5 separate regions of the Mus musculus genome follow, and all the other regions are linked to region 5. Evidence: chromatin contacts called from public HiCAR-type and HiChIP or PLAC-seq data. All regions are on one chromosome and are shown on one strand. Each heading gives the region's core, a stretch centred on a gene start, on an enhancer-like site or on the middle of the called end of the contact. The rest is flanking DNA. Distances are from core to core; before and after follow the strand shown. Region 1 has its middle 60 kb from the start of Atl2. Region 2 has its middle 49 kb from the start of Gm33055. Region 3 has its middle 31 kb from the start of Rmdn2. Region 4 has its middle 77 kb from the start of Atl2. Region 5 holds the start of Cebpzos (CCAAT/enhancer binding protein (C/EBP), zeta, opposite strand).

The links. HiCAR-type assays count read pairs that join an accessible place to other places. HiChIP or PLAC-seq counts read pairs in DNA pulled down with a chosen protein or histone mark.
Region 1: a contact with region 5 is called in a HiCAR-type map of astrocytes, with 4 times the contacts expected there. The contact joins the enhancer-like site here to the promoter of Cebpzos in region 5. A contact is called at or near these places in 11 of 39 promoter capture datasets (the 3T3-L1 cell line, the C10 cell line, HPC-7-derived erythroid cells and 7 more), 2 of 484 Hi-C or Micro-C datasets (bone marrow-derived macrophages and cortical neurons), 5 of 115 datasets of contacts at active chromatin or transcription factors (astrocytes, embryonic stem cells, fetal liver and 1 more) and 3 of 9 other capture datasets (adipose tissue, liver and macrophages).
Region 2: a contact with region 5 is called in an H3K4me3 HiChIP or PLAC-seq map of bone marrow-derived macrophages, with 6 times the contacts expected there. The contact joins the enhancer-like site here to the promoter of Cebpzos in region 5. A contact is called at or near these places in 1 of 39 promoter capture datasets (liver), 4 of 115 datasets of contacts at active chromatin or transcription factors (astrocytes, bone marrow-derived macrophages, embryonic limb bud and 1 more) and 2 of 9 other capture datasets (adipose tissue and liver).
Region 3: an H3K4me3 HiChIP or PLAC-seq map of bone marrow-derived macrophages shows a contact between it and region 5, with 8 times the contacts expected there. The contact joins the enhancer-like site here to the promoter of Cebpzos in region 5. A contact is called at or near these places in 17 of 39 promoter capture datasets (the 3T3-L1 cell line, the C10 cell line, the HPC-7 cell line and 11 more), 3 of 15 datasets of contacts at CTCF or cohesin (the NIH/3T3 cell line and large pre-B cells), 6 of 484 Hi-C or Micro-C datasets (Th2 cells, bone marrow-derived macrophages, brown adipocytes and 3 more), 26 of 115 datasets of contacts at active chromatin or transcription factors (the 230-238 cell line, the NIH/3T3 cell line, T-cell acute lymphoblastic leukemia and 16 more) and 3 of 9 other capture datasets (adipose tissue, liver and macrophages).
Region 4: an H3K27ac HiChIP or PLAC-seq map of embryonic stem cells shows a contact between it and region 5, with 4 times the contacts expected there. The contact joins the enhancer-like site here to the promoter of Cebpzos in region 5. A contact is called at or near these places in 5 of 39 promoter capture datasets (cranial neural crest, embryonic stem cells, hippocampal neurons and 1 more), 3 of 115 datasets of contacts at active chromatin or transcription factors (bone marrow-derived macrophages, embryonic stem cells and large pre-B cells) and 1 of 9 other capture datasets (macrophages).

Annotation. Positions count from the first base shown.
Region 1 is chr17:79,834,666-79,837,480 of GRCm38.p6, forward strand. No RefSeq gene overlaps it. Among named protein-coding and RNA genes, the nearest start is that of Atl2, 60 kb to the right of the region's middle. Within about 2 kb of position 1,431, at least 63 of the 459 cell types and tissues checked have an H3K27ac peak or open chromatin away from gene starts, as enhancers often do. A contact at or near this core is called in adipose tissue, astrocytes and bone marrow-derived macrophages, where this site is marked.
Region 2 is chr17:79,785,509-79,788,208 of GRCm38.p6, forward strand. No RefSeq gene overlaps it. Among named protein-coding and RNA genes, the nearest start is that of Gm33055, 49 kb to the left of the region's middle. Within about 2 kb of position 1,338, at least 45 of the 459 cell types and tissues checked have an H3K27ac peak or open chromatin away from gene starts, as enhancers often do. A contact at or near this core is called in adipose tissue and bone marrow-derived macrophages, where this site is marked.
Region 3 is chr17:79,582,872-79,585,571 of GRCm38.p6, forward strand. It overlaps a transcript of Rmdn2 not described here. Among named protein-coding and RNA genes, the nearest start is that of Rmdn2, 31 kb to the right of the region's middle. Within about 2 kb of position 1,305, at least 48 of the 459 cell types and tissues checked have an H3K27ac peak or open chromatin away from gene starts, as enhancers often do. A contact at or near this core is called in bone marrow-derived macrophages, hematopoietic stem and progenitor cells and memory CD8 T cells, where this site is marked.
Region 4 is chr17:79,817,796-79,820,495 of GRCm38.p6, forward strand. No RefSeq gene overlaps it. Among named protein-coding and RNA genes, the nearest start is that of Atl2, 77 kb to the right of the region's middle. Within about 2 kb of position 1,271, at least 24 of the 459 cell types and tissues checked have an H3K27ac peak or open chromatin away from gene starts, as enhancers often do.
Region 5 is chr17:78,915,073-78,917,928 of GRCm38.p6, forward strand. It overlaps Cebpzos (CCAAT/enhancer binding protein (C/EBP), zeta, opposite strand), which reads left to right and starts at 1,427. Exons shown (of 5, transcript NM_001177403.1): 1 at 1,427-1,621.

The DNA of each region.
Region 1 (2,815 bases), core at 181-2,680, 920 kb after region 5:
AACCAAAAAAACAAAACAAAACATATTATAAAGACTAAAATGTCATAAGAAACGTCTCCAGTGTGATTGATGCATGCTAGAGAGGAGAGAAAACTGCATAGATCAGTGTCAGAGTGCTCTTCCTTGCTTCTAGCAGAAGCACAGCACACAAAGCTTAGTCATAATGGAACTTTAATAGAAGGATGCTGGAACACACACATTTAAACACACACATACAAACTCACACACATCAACTTAAACCACACACACACTTAGTCACACAATCATACACACTCACACACATATACACACTCACACAGTTGCACACACAAAAAATATACATACAGTTACACCAACATACATACACACTCACACACATTTGCACACACCAACATAATCACACACATATTCACTCACATACTCACACAGTCTCTCATACACACACATTTAGACACTCACACACACTCACATACACACATACACATTCACACACACTCATATACATTCTCACGCAGTCACACACACTCATACACTCAATCACAATCACACACTCACATACACACTCACACACACCAACATACTCACACTCACTCACACACCCATACACATACACTCACACACACACACACACACATATACTCAGATACACACAGTCACACACATTCACATGCATATATACATACACACACTCAGTACCTAAACCTAGGTCTCCATGCCACAAGGACACTTCTTTCTCTGACTCCTTTGACATTCTCTTCAAACAGGTTTTCTTCCTGTGACTGACAGCAGCCTCTAGCAGCCCTTGACCCCCATCCTCTCCACTCCCCCGCATAAGATGCCTTCATCACCAGCTCTTCATAAAACCAACTGAGGAAAGGCATCTAACAGGACAGGATTTTGTCACATGTCCTGTCCTTAAACCAACCACTGCAACCAGAGGAGTGGGGTACTATGCCCACCTCTGGCCAAGGCCATGGAGTCATGGAGTTTGCAACCCTTAATAATCACAAAGAAGGAGACTAGGAACAAGTGCCCCTGCGCCAGCCAAATAGGTGCTTCTGTTAGATTAATGGCAGTTATTGGTGCAGGATCTCATTTAAGTAGAGGCTGTCTTGGAAGCCAGGCCTCAACCCAGTGGAATGTTTCCAGTGAATCCAAGTTCATTAATGAAGACTGAAGAAGGGAGAATCTTGCAGAGTCCACAGAGAACCTCAGAAGATGACTTCTTCCTTTCCTCCCACACAACGAGAACTGAAAGCCAGGCATTTGTGTGTGTTGCTTCTCCTTTTAGGTTTAATTCAACGTGAGAGGACTCTGAGCCTTAAGCAAGTGAGCAAGGGAAAGTCTGTTCGTTGTGTGGGTAATAAATAAATAACGTCTCTCTCTGAGAGATGTGATGCTCGACTCCACTGAGCCACTTGGTAACAGCCATCTGACATTACAGAAGCTTTTCCTGTGAGACCACAAATATCTAAGCCATTTCCCTTTTCAGATGACTCCAGCTAATGGCTTTCTGTGCTATTAGTGGAACATATCCAACAATCTTTGATTTGTGGTTGTTTGATTGGGCCCTGAAAGGAGAGGCTGTTTCCTTGCAAGGAGGGATAATTGCCTGGGAATTCTTCAGAGTGATATCATTCCTGTGGAGTTGGAGGGGACATCAATTTTCTTGACACTGAGAATGTTTGGGGGGGGGGGGGGCAAGGACTTTTGAATCTCATCACACAAACCCAAAGCCACAGCTTAGCAGGTCAATCCAAATAACTTTAAGCAAAATGTCAGCCTTCAGACTGTGTCTAGGTCAAGTGATGTGTGTGTGTGTGTATGTGTGTGTGTATGTGTGTGTATGTGTGTGTATGTGTGTGTGTGTATGTGTATGTGTGTGTGTGTATGTGTGTGTGTGTATGTGTGTGTCTGTGTGTGTCTGTGTGTGTATGTGTGTGTATGTGTGTGTATGTGTGTGGTGTGTTTGTGTGTGTGTGTGTGTGTGTGTGTGTGTGTGTGTGTGTGTGTGTATGCAGGAGGGGTGAGGAGTATCCATATGTGGAATGTATTTGTTCATGGTGTGACAACCTATGGTGCCAGTCCTCAGGTGCCCTCCACCTTTTGTCTCTCAGTGGCCTGGAACTCGACATGGGCCAGGCTAGTTGGCTCTTAATCCTGGAGATTCCCCCTGTCTCTGCTTCCTATATCACAGTATTTGGATCACAGGTGTGCTCCATACATGTTTTAAAAAATAAAAATAATAAAAACTTTGGATTCTGGAGATCCAAATTCAAGTCTTCAACTTGTAAGGCAAATACGTTACCAACTGAACCATCTCCCCAACCCTCTGCCTCTGAATTCTGAATCCTTCCCAGTCGCTGTGGTGCAGTCCGAGTGGAAAGAGGGCACCACACACTCCTCATTGACAGGAGAGAAGACAACAGTTTGAACCGGACAGTTGCAAGAAGAGCCACGTGCTTATGGTCCCACTTTAGGAGTCTTTGACACCATCTGCTCCAAAGGAAATGACCCTAACGATCATCGCTGTCTGATTGATGCTTCCAAGGCCCCAGCAGGAAGGACACCATTTGTTTTGATGCTGGGAACCTATCTTGCTTTTGAAAGCATAACAGCCAAAGGTTATCTTGGGCACAGAAGGGACTTTTTGTCCTTGATGAGATTTTTTTCTTTCGGAATAATTTGAGATTTGCAGGAAGGCTGCTGATACAGTGCAGAGAGTTTCTGTGTGCCTGCCGTCTACTGCTGGTCACAGCTGTCACTACCTTTGTCAGAATGGACAAGTAGAGGTTTGCATGGATGCTGTTGAGATACCTTGGGTTTCCCATTGATG
Region 2 (2,700 bases), core at 88-2,587, 870 kb after region 5:
TCCATGTTAAATGAAACTTTACATGGTAATTTTAGTTACATGTTTTGCCAGGTAAAACAGAAAGCCACTGGGAAAATAGCTTTGGTTTTAATACCAAGTGCCCATGTTGCATTCTAGGCAATGGAAATGACAACTGTACCCATCAGAGATCCAAATGAGGGGTGTGGGGGTGCAGAACTAACTGTGTGGAAGGCCTGGGTCGTGGTGGGGATTTCACCTCCATTGTCTTTGTCACCCATAAGTCCTTTGTCCCCAAAGCTATTCCTGTTGTTCAAGTCTCCACATTAAGGTTCAATGTGGTGTTCACTTTGTAATGTAATGTTCATTGTGATGTAATGCTCATTGTAATGTTAGTGTGGATGAATCGGGGACCCCCTCCCCCCACCCCACCCCCAACTGAAGCATCCCTGTGTTGGATGTGACGTGCCTTCCTGCATCTCACATCACTTTCAGTTGAACACAGCACCACATCTGGGTCAGAATATTCCCAGAGATAGGAAAACACAGTGTCTACAGTTTGGTTTGTCCATCTGTGCCTATGTTGCCCATCTTCTTGGTATAACACTCAAAGAATAAGTGCTCAGCTCAACGTCTAGATGGTTCCTCACTGTTTATTCTATTCAAGGTTTAGAACCTTGGGTTATATATTAGAGTATTTGATCCACTTTTGGGTGATTTTTCTATGAGATAGAGGTTTGCTTCTGGGTTTATTGTACACGTGGATGACCAGCTTTTCACAAGACCATGCGTTGAAGAGGTTTATTGTTTCTCTACTGTATATTCTTGGATAATAGCATTAAAACTTCTCAAAAATGAAGAAACGATCTTATCTCAAACAATCTCACTTCCTTGTACAGTTCCAAGGAAGTTGAAATCAAAATCTCAAGGGTGTTTCTGCCTTCTCATGTTCATTTCTGAACAATTTGTCATAGCTGAGATGTCGAAATACCCTACATGTCTCCCCATAAAATAATAATAAAATAAAGAATAAAAGAATGGAATGTGTGTGTGCACAACACAGTAGTAATCAGCCTTGAAAACCTTGCAATGTGTAACAACTTGGATGAGTGCTGCAGATGCGATGTTCGGTGAACTGAGTCAGATGAAGAAGACAAACGCTTCATGCTCTCACTTCCACAAAGAATCTTAGAACACCACACTCACAGAAACAAAACTCGTCACCTTGTCCTGGAAGCCTGACTGGGGTAACTGAGAAATAAAGAAAGACAGACACACAAACACATGAACAGAAAAGCTGGGATCAAATAGGCTGTGCTCACTCTGACGGAGCCATGGCTGCCAGGAAATTCCGTGTGTTGTATTGTGTCAGCACATGCGGGAGAGTCAGCTAGTCTGTGTAGGGAAGCAGTCTCCCATGGCAGTTATCCAGAAGGAGGAAGCTGCACTTGCTAAGTTTTGCTCACACTGATAGGTCCTTCGGGTCCTGTCAGACTGCAGAAAGGGTTTCCATCTGTCTGAGTCTGCCTGGGGTAGGCTTTGCTGCACCAGTGGACCCGAGTCACTGAGGTCTTTGACATGCCTATGTCCATGTTAATAATACATTTTTGCTCAGGATTTAACCGGCTCCCTGCAAGCTGGAAGAGGGGAAATAAAGGTGGGAGAAGCTGGGGTACAAAGCCCAAGCTGTGCATGGTCAGTAAGTTCTGGAGACCTACGTACACTGGGAGAGAATAAGGATGGATGAGATCAAGGGTAAGACACTAAAATTGAGTTGTGGAAAAGAAATTGAGGAGTTAGGGGAGAGGAAAGTTTAAAACTCATAAATGAGAACTCCTCTAAGCTGGGAAGAGCAAGCAAACACAAAACCCTTGGAGCCCGAGGAGAGGACATGAAGCATTTCCTGTGTGGTAACAATCTTGGTTGAGTTGAAAGAAGAGCGTTGAACTTCACATGAAAACAATGTTCAAGGAGATGGTGGGTGGGGGGTATGCTGTGGTGTCAAATACATCCCAGTGCTCAGGGGACTCACCCTGGAGGAAAAGAGACAGGGAGAAAGGAGTGGGGTTAGAGGTAAGGAAATGCATGCAAAGAGAGTCTAGATGAAATGCTAAAAGAAAGCAATATTCAAAGAAAGATCAACGCACAGAGATGCAAAAAAGAATATTTTAGCAGTTTCCTTTTCTATGGTCTATTTCAGAATTCACCCAAAGCCAGCTGCTGATCTGTCTGTTTAGATTTCTCTCCATTCTGCTCCCTGCTTTCTAACCAATAGACTGTGTTTGAAGAGTCTAAGGAAGGAGAAGTGAAATTCAAATAACCCGATTTTCCTGACTGTTGGCCTTTTTGTTAAGGGTTCTAAGCTAGAAGACGTGGGCTTTTTATTTGGTTGATCCTCCTTTGAGCTGTTGGCTCCCCTCATTCCCCCAGCTTACCACATCAAGTCTTGTTTAGGTACAAAAGAGAAAGACTCAACAAACACTGGAAGACGTTGACTCTACTCTGTTCCTTCTAAACATCCACGTCATCAGAATCCTAGCAACTTCTCAGCACAAATGCATACCTCAGTCCTACGGATACAGTCCTTGGTGTGTGTCCACTGGGAACTGAATCCAACTGGATTTTAAGTTTGTATCAGCAAAGAATTTTGAGGCATCTGTATTATATAATGCCAACAATAATGTAAATAAGAGGACTTCTTGTTTATGAAGATTTATTTAACTATATGTATGTGTGTATGTA
Region 3 (2,700 bases), core at 55-2,554, 670 kb after region 5:
AGCTGCTGAAATAGCCCATTCCTCGGGATGACAACATTGAGTCAAATTCATATCCCGAACGTTTGCTAGACTAATTGGTAAGGGTTTCTTAAATCCTCTCTCTGCGCTCCAGGACAAAGAGCTGGGAGCATTGCTGAGGACGTTGTGCTTTATGTTCAATGACAAAATAAAAACTCTTATCTATTTTTGGACAGTGATAATCAGACAGCCTGAGTTCTAGGCTAAGATCTGCTTCTCCTGGCCATATGACCTTGGTAAAAATTATGTTCTGAAAGTTTCCTACCTACCAACCAAGAGGGCTGGGTTGGATGACCTGCTTTGATAGGTTAATACCCTGCTCACCAGCATGCAAGAGGGTTGGACTTAGTCATTTGGTGTCACTGTCCCTTTGAGAAGGCCTCCAGTCATTCAGATAATACCATCCTCCTTATCCATCAGTAAGCCTTACTTGTTTAATACACAAACTCCATAAATGACTTGCTTAAGGACACAAAACGAGTCATTTTCAGAGGCCTAAACAGCGACTTATGCCTCCCTGCCATTTTCCTTCCATTAAGACAGGAGGACAGAAACGATTCCTGCCATATTCCCCCTCCACTAACATTGTTTATTGTTAAAACAGTGAGCAGGTCTTATGCCTGGGCGGTTCTTGTGCCTTGTGTCCTTACCTGAGCAAACAAAATAAAAGTTTCATGCGAGCAGTATAACAGACCTCAAACTTAACCAATCAGGAACTGCCATCTAAGCTCTGCTAGGGACTTCCTGCCTGACCATACCCAGATAAATCAAATGCCTGACTGCAGACAGTCAAGTGATCTCTCTTCTTTGTCTCCCAGTTCAGGGACTCTCTGAATCACTTCCCAACTCCCAACGCCTTTGATGTCCAAATACTCTCTGTGAAGTCTACTTAGTCTGAAGCTTTGAACAGAAGGCTTTTTTCCTCTATGTTAAGCTTCCCGTTAACTGAAATATTACATTTCAAAGGGAAGTATACTTAAATGCATGGACCATCATCATTCAACACTTGCTTTTAGCCTGCATGAGAGAACATTTACAAACTGAGAAACTATCGGCTCCTCCCTCCCCCCACTTTTAAAAAAAGGGGGGCTTTATTATCAAGACATGGCTAACAGACCATTTGGAGACTGGAGAGATAAATAGTATGTATCAGAGTTTTATTTAAGAATCAGTGTTTTCCATCCAAGACTTACTGGCTACCCCCCCCCCAAATTAATGTAGGCTCAGCCCTGAGTCACATTCTCAAGGCTACCTCCAGAAAAAACACTGAGAGCAAATGTCTTTTCTCAAGGCAACATTATCTTATCTTTGACTTTGTTTCCTTATTCAAGGAGAGATCAAATAGCCTGTGTACTGTTAGAAGCAACATAGTAATCATAACTTCCATATATCTTTGTGAAAAGAAATTTGAGATTTTCTAAGAGCTCTGCCCAGGAAGTTTTTTCTTATTGTGCTTAATTACATCACCGTAATTTTCATTCACAGGGCCAGTTTGTCTGGGAAAGTCCTGAATACCCTATCCAGGTAGAAGAAGACCCAAAGGTTCCCCTAAGCCCCTGTGGATGGAGTAGAGGAACATGGGCTGTAGACGGGTAGAAAGGGCTAGAAACCAGAATATGCATGTGGTTGGGACAGAAAAGGAATGTCTAGACCTTGAAACTGAAAGTCACAGAGCTGACCACAAACATGAGCAGTTGAAGCCAGAACGTAAGCCTACAGACAGGAACAGAAGTAAGGACTGGTGGGCAGAAAACCCCGAGTCATTAGAAGCAGATGAGCACACAGCACGATGCTTAACCCTCCTGAAGGGCTCTCAACTCACTCTCAGGGCAGGACAGAAAGTGAAAGGGCGAAAAGAGTAATCCAGACTCAACTGTTAACACAACTGTCTTAGGGTTTTTCTGCTGTGAACAGACACCATAACGGAGACAGCTCTTATGAGGACATTTAATTGGGGCTTGCTTACAGCTTCAGAGGTTCAATCCATTATCACCAAGGTGGGAATATGGCATGCATGGTGCAGGAGGAATTGAGAGTTCTATATCTTCATCTGAAAGCTGCTAACAGAATACTGGCTTCTAGGCAGCTAGGATGAGGGTCTTAAAGCCCACACCTACAGTGACACATCTACTCCAACAGGGTCATACCTTCTAATAGTGTCACTCCCCGGGCAGAGCATATACAGAGCATCACACCAATAGAGAGAGGCTGCAAAACTGCAAACCCTGAGCTATTTCTAATGGTTATTTAATATCCTCTATTGTTTACTATGACATTTGCTTAAAAATTAATAAAGATGCACAGTGACAGCTGTATATATTAATAGCTGGATACTGATATTATTCTAAAGGCTCATCTTGTGCTACAGGAAGTATTTTGTTTTGTTGAAGGATGTTTTGGTATGTCTCTAAGGCTAAAATAAAAACATAGTAATCTAGCTTTGATAAAAATCAAAGCACAGTATCCGTAGTGATATAGAGGGCAGATTGGTCATCCCATATATGCCTCTTTAGCATAAGGCTCGTTAGAGCTGATGGTAAGAAGACACCCCTGCCTATTCTCCTTCTGGCTAAGGGTAGGGCACTGATTTACAACCAAAAGATGTTCTACTTCCCTCCCACTGGTCCTGACAGCAGTTAACCACTGAAGACAGCCTCAGTCCCTCCTTCTGGGCAGGTACCA
Region 4 (2,700 bases), core at 21-2,520, 900 kb after region 5:
AGTACTCCGCTACCATCTTTTCCCATGCATTCTAGGGACAGAACTCTGGCGGTGCAGCTTGAAGAGCAAGCACGTTACATACAGATCCATCTCCTCGGCTCCCCTGTATCACTTTGCAGTGATTCTGTTTTGTGAAAGAATACTTTGGATCAGTGCCTCTCCTCTATCAGAGCTTCAGAGGAGTAAGTCCTACTGGGGGCCAGACGGAAAGCAGTGCTTATAGACTTGGGCTGATGTAGAGAGGGGTCCTCAGTCCCCAGCAGGCTCAGAATGATTGGTTAGCCCGTCGTCCAGGAAAGTTGTGCATGGAGCTGTGCACGGAGCCTGGATGGTGGTCACTGAAGCCCTCCGCAGATGACATCTCAGCTGGAATCCAAAGCTGTTTTTCTAACCCTAACAAGATTTGTCATTAACTGTGCCTGGAGTTAGACCCCATTTCTCTTCCTCCCAGCCTCACTAATGGGGATCAAAGGTCGTGTCAGCCTTCAATGCAGGCTCCTGGGGCTCTGGCTTTTGTTCTCTGGCCTCACAGTGAGGATGAACAATCAGCCTTGGAAAACACAGAAGAAACCAGCAAAGCCTGACGTTTAGCAAACAGCCTCTCCAAGAGCAGTCAACTACAACTGCTTCAAGAGATTCCCAGCTTTTTGGGTCCAGTCAGACAAACATGGAGAATGAGAAATGGAGTCTTTTAAACCCCTGGTGTGGCACAGGCTGCTAAGAAAACTTGCTAAGATCAAAGATAGGTTTCATTGAGAAATGGCTTCCCATCCCCAGACAGGCTCGGATGTAAAAGGGGCATTTCTGGGGACCAGGGCATCTTTTACAGTACCGATTTTGAGTGGCATTGGTCCCTGATCTTTTCATAAATACATCTGTGTTGTTTTCTGGCAACAGGATCTACTTTGACAGGCAGCAATATTTTTCTCTTTCAGCTTGACCATTACTGACGTAAACAGATATGTATAGATGCATCCCATAGCCAAATATCAACACCAAAACATCGAAACCAAATTAGCACCTTTTGTGTTTGAGATGTGCATATTTTTTCTGAAAAAAAAAATTCAGTTAGGTCAGGCAAAATGTCATGCTGCTGCCCTTGCAACCAGGAAATCATGTGTCTGCAGATAGTAAATTGGGAGGACAGGGGACCCCTCCTTGAAAACAAATGTGTGTCTGACTCAGAGTGTTGATTTAAACCTTGAAGTGCTTTGACTTCACCCAAACAGGAAGCCAGAACTTGGCTTGATCAGAAACTCCACTTGCCCATATCCATGCCATTATTACTGCCTCCACCCAGGGTACACCCCTGGAGGGGCTCTGTCCAGCACACTGAAACCACAGATCTGTCAGGTATGTCCAGAGTTAGTTGCCCAAAGACCTGGGTACCTGATGGAGCTCTGCAAAAAACCTACATCACCTTCGTCGTCTAGGAAATAGGACTCCCTTCCTACTCCTACCCAAAGAAGCTGCAACGGGAAGAATGGAACAGAGAGGAAATGCGCTAAGAGTGCATTTACACCACAGCTGCTCTGCTGCTCGGCTGCTAACCATTGTCTTTTTACAAACTAACTTTGTTACTCTAAAACACAAGCTATACAATTCACTCTTCAGGGTTGTACTGGTTAGTTTTGTGTCAACTTGACACGGCTGGAGTTATCACAGAGAAAGGAGCTTCAGTTGAGGAAATGCCTCCACGAAATCCAGCTGTAAGGCATTTTCTCAATTAGTGATCAAGGGGGAAAGGCCCCTTGTGGGTGGGACCATCTCTGGGCTGGTAGTCTTGGTTCTATAAGAGAGCAGGCTGAGCAAGCCAGGGGGAAGCAAGCCAGTAAGGAACATCCCTCCATGGCCTCTGCATCAGCTCCTGCTTTCAGACTTCCTTGAGTTCTAGTCCTGACTTCCTTGTTGATGAACAGCAGTATGGAAGTGTAAGATGAATAAACCCTTTCCTCCCCAAGTGCTTCTTGGTCATGATGTTTGTGCAGGAATAGAAACCTTGACTAAGACAAGGGTTCACACCCAGTGTTTGGGAATTTTCACACAGCTGCACAAGCACTGCCAGGATGATTAGTAAAGTGCACTGCCCTTAAGAACACAGGCCACACTCCTTAGCAGTCTCCCCACACTGCACCCAGACGCTCACTTTATCTCTTTGCACAGATTTGCATGTTGTGTGTAGTTTTATGCTACTCCACTTTAGTTCTGGGAAGTGACCATGCTACCAGCCCCCTCCAGCTTCCCTTGAATCCACGGATAAAAGACACACACACAGAGTTGTTCATTTTCAACTTGCCTTCTTGGCACAATTGCTGGGCAATGCTATCTCCCGCCTGGAAAAGCATGCCCTTATCCTAACTCTTAGCTCTGCTCCTCCTACCTACCCTAACGTTAGTCAGTCAGTTGAATCTAGTCCCTGCTAAACATCTCTGACCACCTGCCTATAGGAGCAGCTACACTCTACCAGGCCTTACATGGCTGCCTGGTTCTCCTCTCTCCAACGCCTGACAAACTCCCTTCTCTCCTTCCTTGCATCTCCCTATCCCTCCAGGGACCCAGAACTGTACCTTTTGCCCAACAATTGTCTCATGGCTTTCTTTACTGACAGTTCAAGAACCAATTGGAGAACAGGATCTTAACATCAGACCCGCCCCTACACCTGCATATCCCAGGTAATTTATACTAACAGAAATAGCTAGT
Region 5 (2,856 bases), core at 177-2,676:
TTGAGAGCTGACCTACAGTTTCAGAGGTAATTTACTGTCTACTTGGTGGAGCTGGAGAAGTCGCTGAGAGCTCTACAGTCTGATCCATAGGCAAAGAGAAAGACTGGGTCTGGTGTGGACTTTTGAAACCTCAAATCACACCCCCAGTGACACACTTCCTTCAACAAGGCCACACCTTGCACCTTGTTGAATCCTTATAATCTTTTTGACACTTGTACTCCCTGGTGTAACTTTAATTTTTCCAAATCCCATTTAAAAAAAAATATTTATTATTATATGTAAGTACACTGTAGCTGTCTTCAGATGCACCAGAAGAGGGCGTCAGATCTCATTATGGTTTTGAGCCACCATGTGGTTGCTGGGATTTGAACTCAGGACCTTCAGAAGAGCAGTCGGTGCTCTTAACCACTGAGCCATCTCTCCAGCCCTCAAATTCCATTTTTAATGATGGTTTTTAAACACTTTAACCTTCCTTGTAACCCACCACTCACCAGAGGTAGTGGGAAAGAAAGGATACGGGGGGGGGGGGGGAAGTGGAACTGTTTAGAAAGGTTCTTTGGAGCAACTCCCTTCTGTGTTGTCTGGAAATCAGTTCAGTTCACAGGTTAGCAGGCAGCGGTAGTTGGATCCACTGGCAAACACCTCATGGATACAGTTCTGTAGAGTCAGGTTAGCAACAGCAGTGACATGTCCAGATGTTCGAATCAACAGTCGGAACCAACAGGAACAGGGAATCGAAGATGCAAGATCCATAAGTGTTGCACAGTTAGCTGTACCAGTGAGCCAAGTCAAGCCAAGCCAAGCTAAGCTAAGCCAAGCCAAGCCACTCCCCCTCCCCCAATTTCCATTATGTTTACCTTGAACGTTTTGTTGGGCAGCATTCATAGCTTCCTGTGTTTGCTTGTTTGAGACAGGGTTTCTCCGTGCAGCCCTGGCTGTGGATCTCTGAGGACAGACTGCATTTTAATAAAAGTGGATATAGTCTGACATTCCAGGCTTTGTCATGCACGTGGTCCCTCTTTAGGCATTCCTATGCCCCATCTCCTATCTTTCCTTCCCTTAGGTCAGCCCTCTTCTTGACTATTGGGCAGCACCTAGGCACAGCGCTTCTCACCTTTAATGTGTAAAGGAATTGTCTAGGAACCTGGCTAAAGGGCAAATCCCAATTTAGGGTCCCACTTTTCTGGCCACTCTCTGGCGATGGGTTGTTCCCGTTCTGATACATTTTGGGTTTAGAGTGGGAGAGACGATCCATGTGCAGAGTTTGGAGATGGTGTCCTGGGTTCAAATGTGAATTCTTTTACTTGGGTGTGACCGCGGGCAGGATAACCTTGCCTAAACGATACCAGCTTCCCACAGCTAGTTAGGTCAGGTTCCTCTGTGGGGCGTGGCTAAAGCTGGGGGCGTGGCGCTAAGACCGTGCGCTTGCGCAGTCGGGTTGCGGAGGCCTCAGGTAAGGACCGGGCAGTGTTTCTTGTCCTCTGTTCCCCAATGTGTGGCGCGTGGGGTCTGTGACATTCTTGGGTGTGGGGAACACTCGAGCGAGCCCGCCCCGCAGGCGCAGGAGCGCGAGCGTTTCCGGGTCGCCGAGCCGCGACGCATGCTGGGACCAGGACCCCGGGTAAGGCTGGGTGCTCGCTGTTGGATCCTTGCAGGGCAGCAGCCCCCGGTCGCAGCGCCGCCTTTCCTCCCTCGGGCCTACACTGGAGCACACGCAGGGTTGCTTCTCCTGCGCTGCAGCCCCAGGCGCTCCTGTGCAACAAGGCTCCGTGGTCTTTGGTCTCCCTGAGCCATCTTGTCTGGACAGTGTGTCTCTGGTGACAAACGTGCTTTATTATTAAGTAGACAAGTCCCGAAGCGCAGGGCTTTGGAATGTGGCACGTCCATCAGTTTTTAAGAAATTAAGTGTTTTATTAATATCATTATTTGGACTGTTTGATATCTTAGCATCACTCTCTTCCAATCAAAAAAGATTTCGCTCAGATCCCGTAAGTTGTGGAACAGGATGCAGGCAGGTGTGCCCTGTCCTCGCCCTGAAACCTTAAAACCGCCCTTGAGAACTTAGAACTGAGCGGGACCGTCAGTGATTTAGCAGAGTACTGGGAAATCGAGGAACACAGCTGTCCCTTCTGCCTCCTCCCCAGTTTTTTATTTGCTTCGTTTTAAAAATGAGAATAATACAGTTTTTTTTTTTTCTGGTCCCTGAGTAATTCCCATTACTAAAGTGAAAAACGAACGTTGGAGGAGGGACACATGGTAACAGAGTCCAAGGCGAATCCTGATAGTGTTTAATTATTTTCATGCTTAGATACCATGAAAGGGACGTAAAAGCAGGGGAAAGGACTGGCTGATCCTGAACATTAAAGAACAGCCTGTCTCAGCATTGAGCAGTGGGAAAATATCAGAATATTAGATCAAAAGCTTAGTAGTTTGGGGTTATAGGGAGTTAGTTATAAAGCCTGAGCTACCTTTTGCATATTTAGCAAGACAAAACCTTATTTACTGGATAACGGTTCTTCAAAGACACCTTCTTTTGACTGTTGGAAACTGAGCCTACTACTCATGCTAATAGCTTGCATGCTCCCGTTCTCGGTTTGTCTCTGCGTACAGGGGGGAAGACTTCAGTTACTCGAAGCTTTGCCATGGACTGGGTCACCACCAGTCAACTTCTCCCCCATGGGCCAGGGCTTTGTATAAAACCTGGAGTGACTTCACGGGGGGGGGGGGGATTACTGGGGTGCCTGCCACCCTAGTCTTGCTGAATCAGGATCTGGGGACTGGGAAGTGGTCTGAAGGCTTAGGAACGCACGCTGCTTTGGGGATGGTGCATTGAAGTGTTCCAACACTGAGACTGCC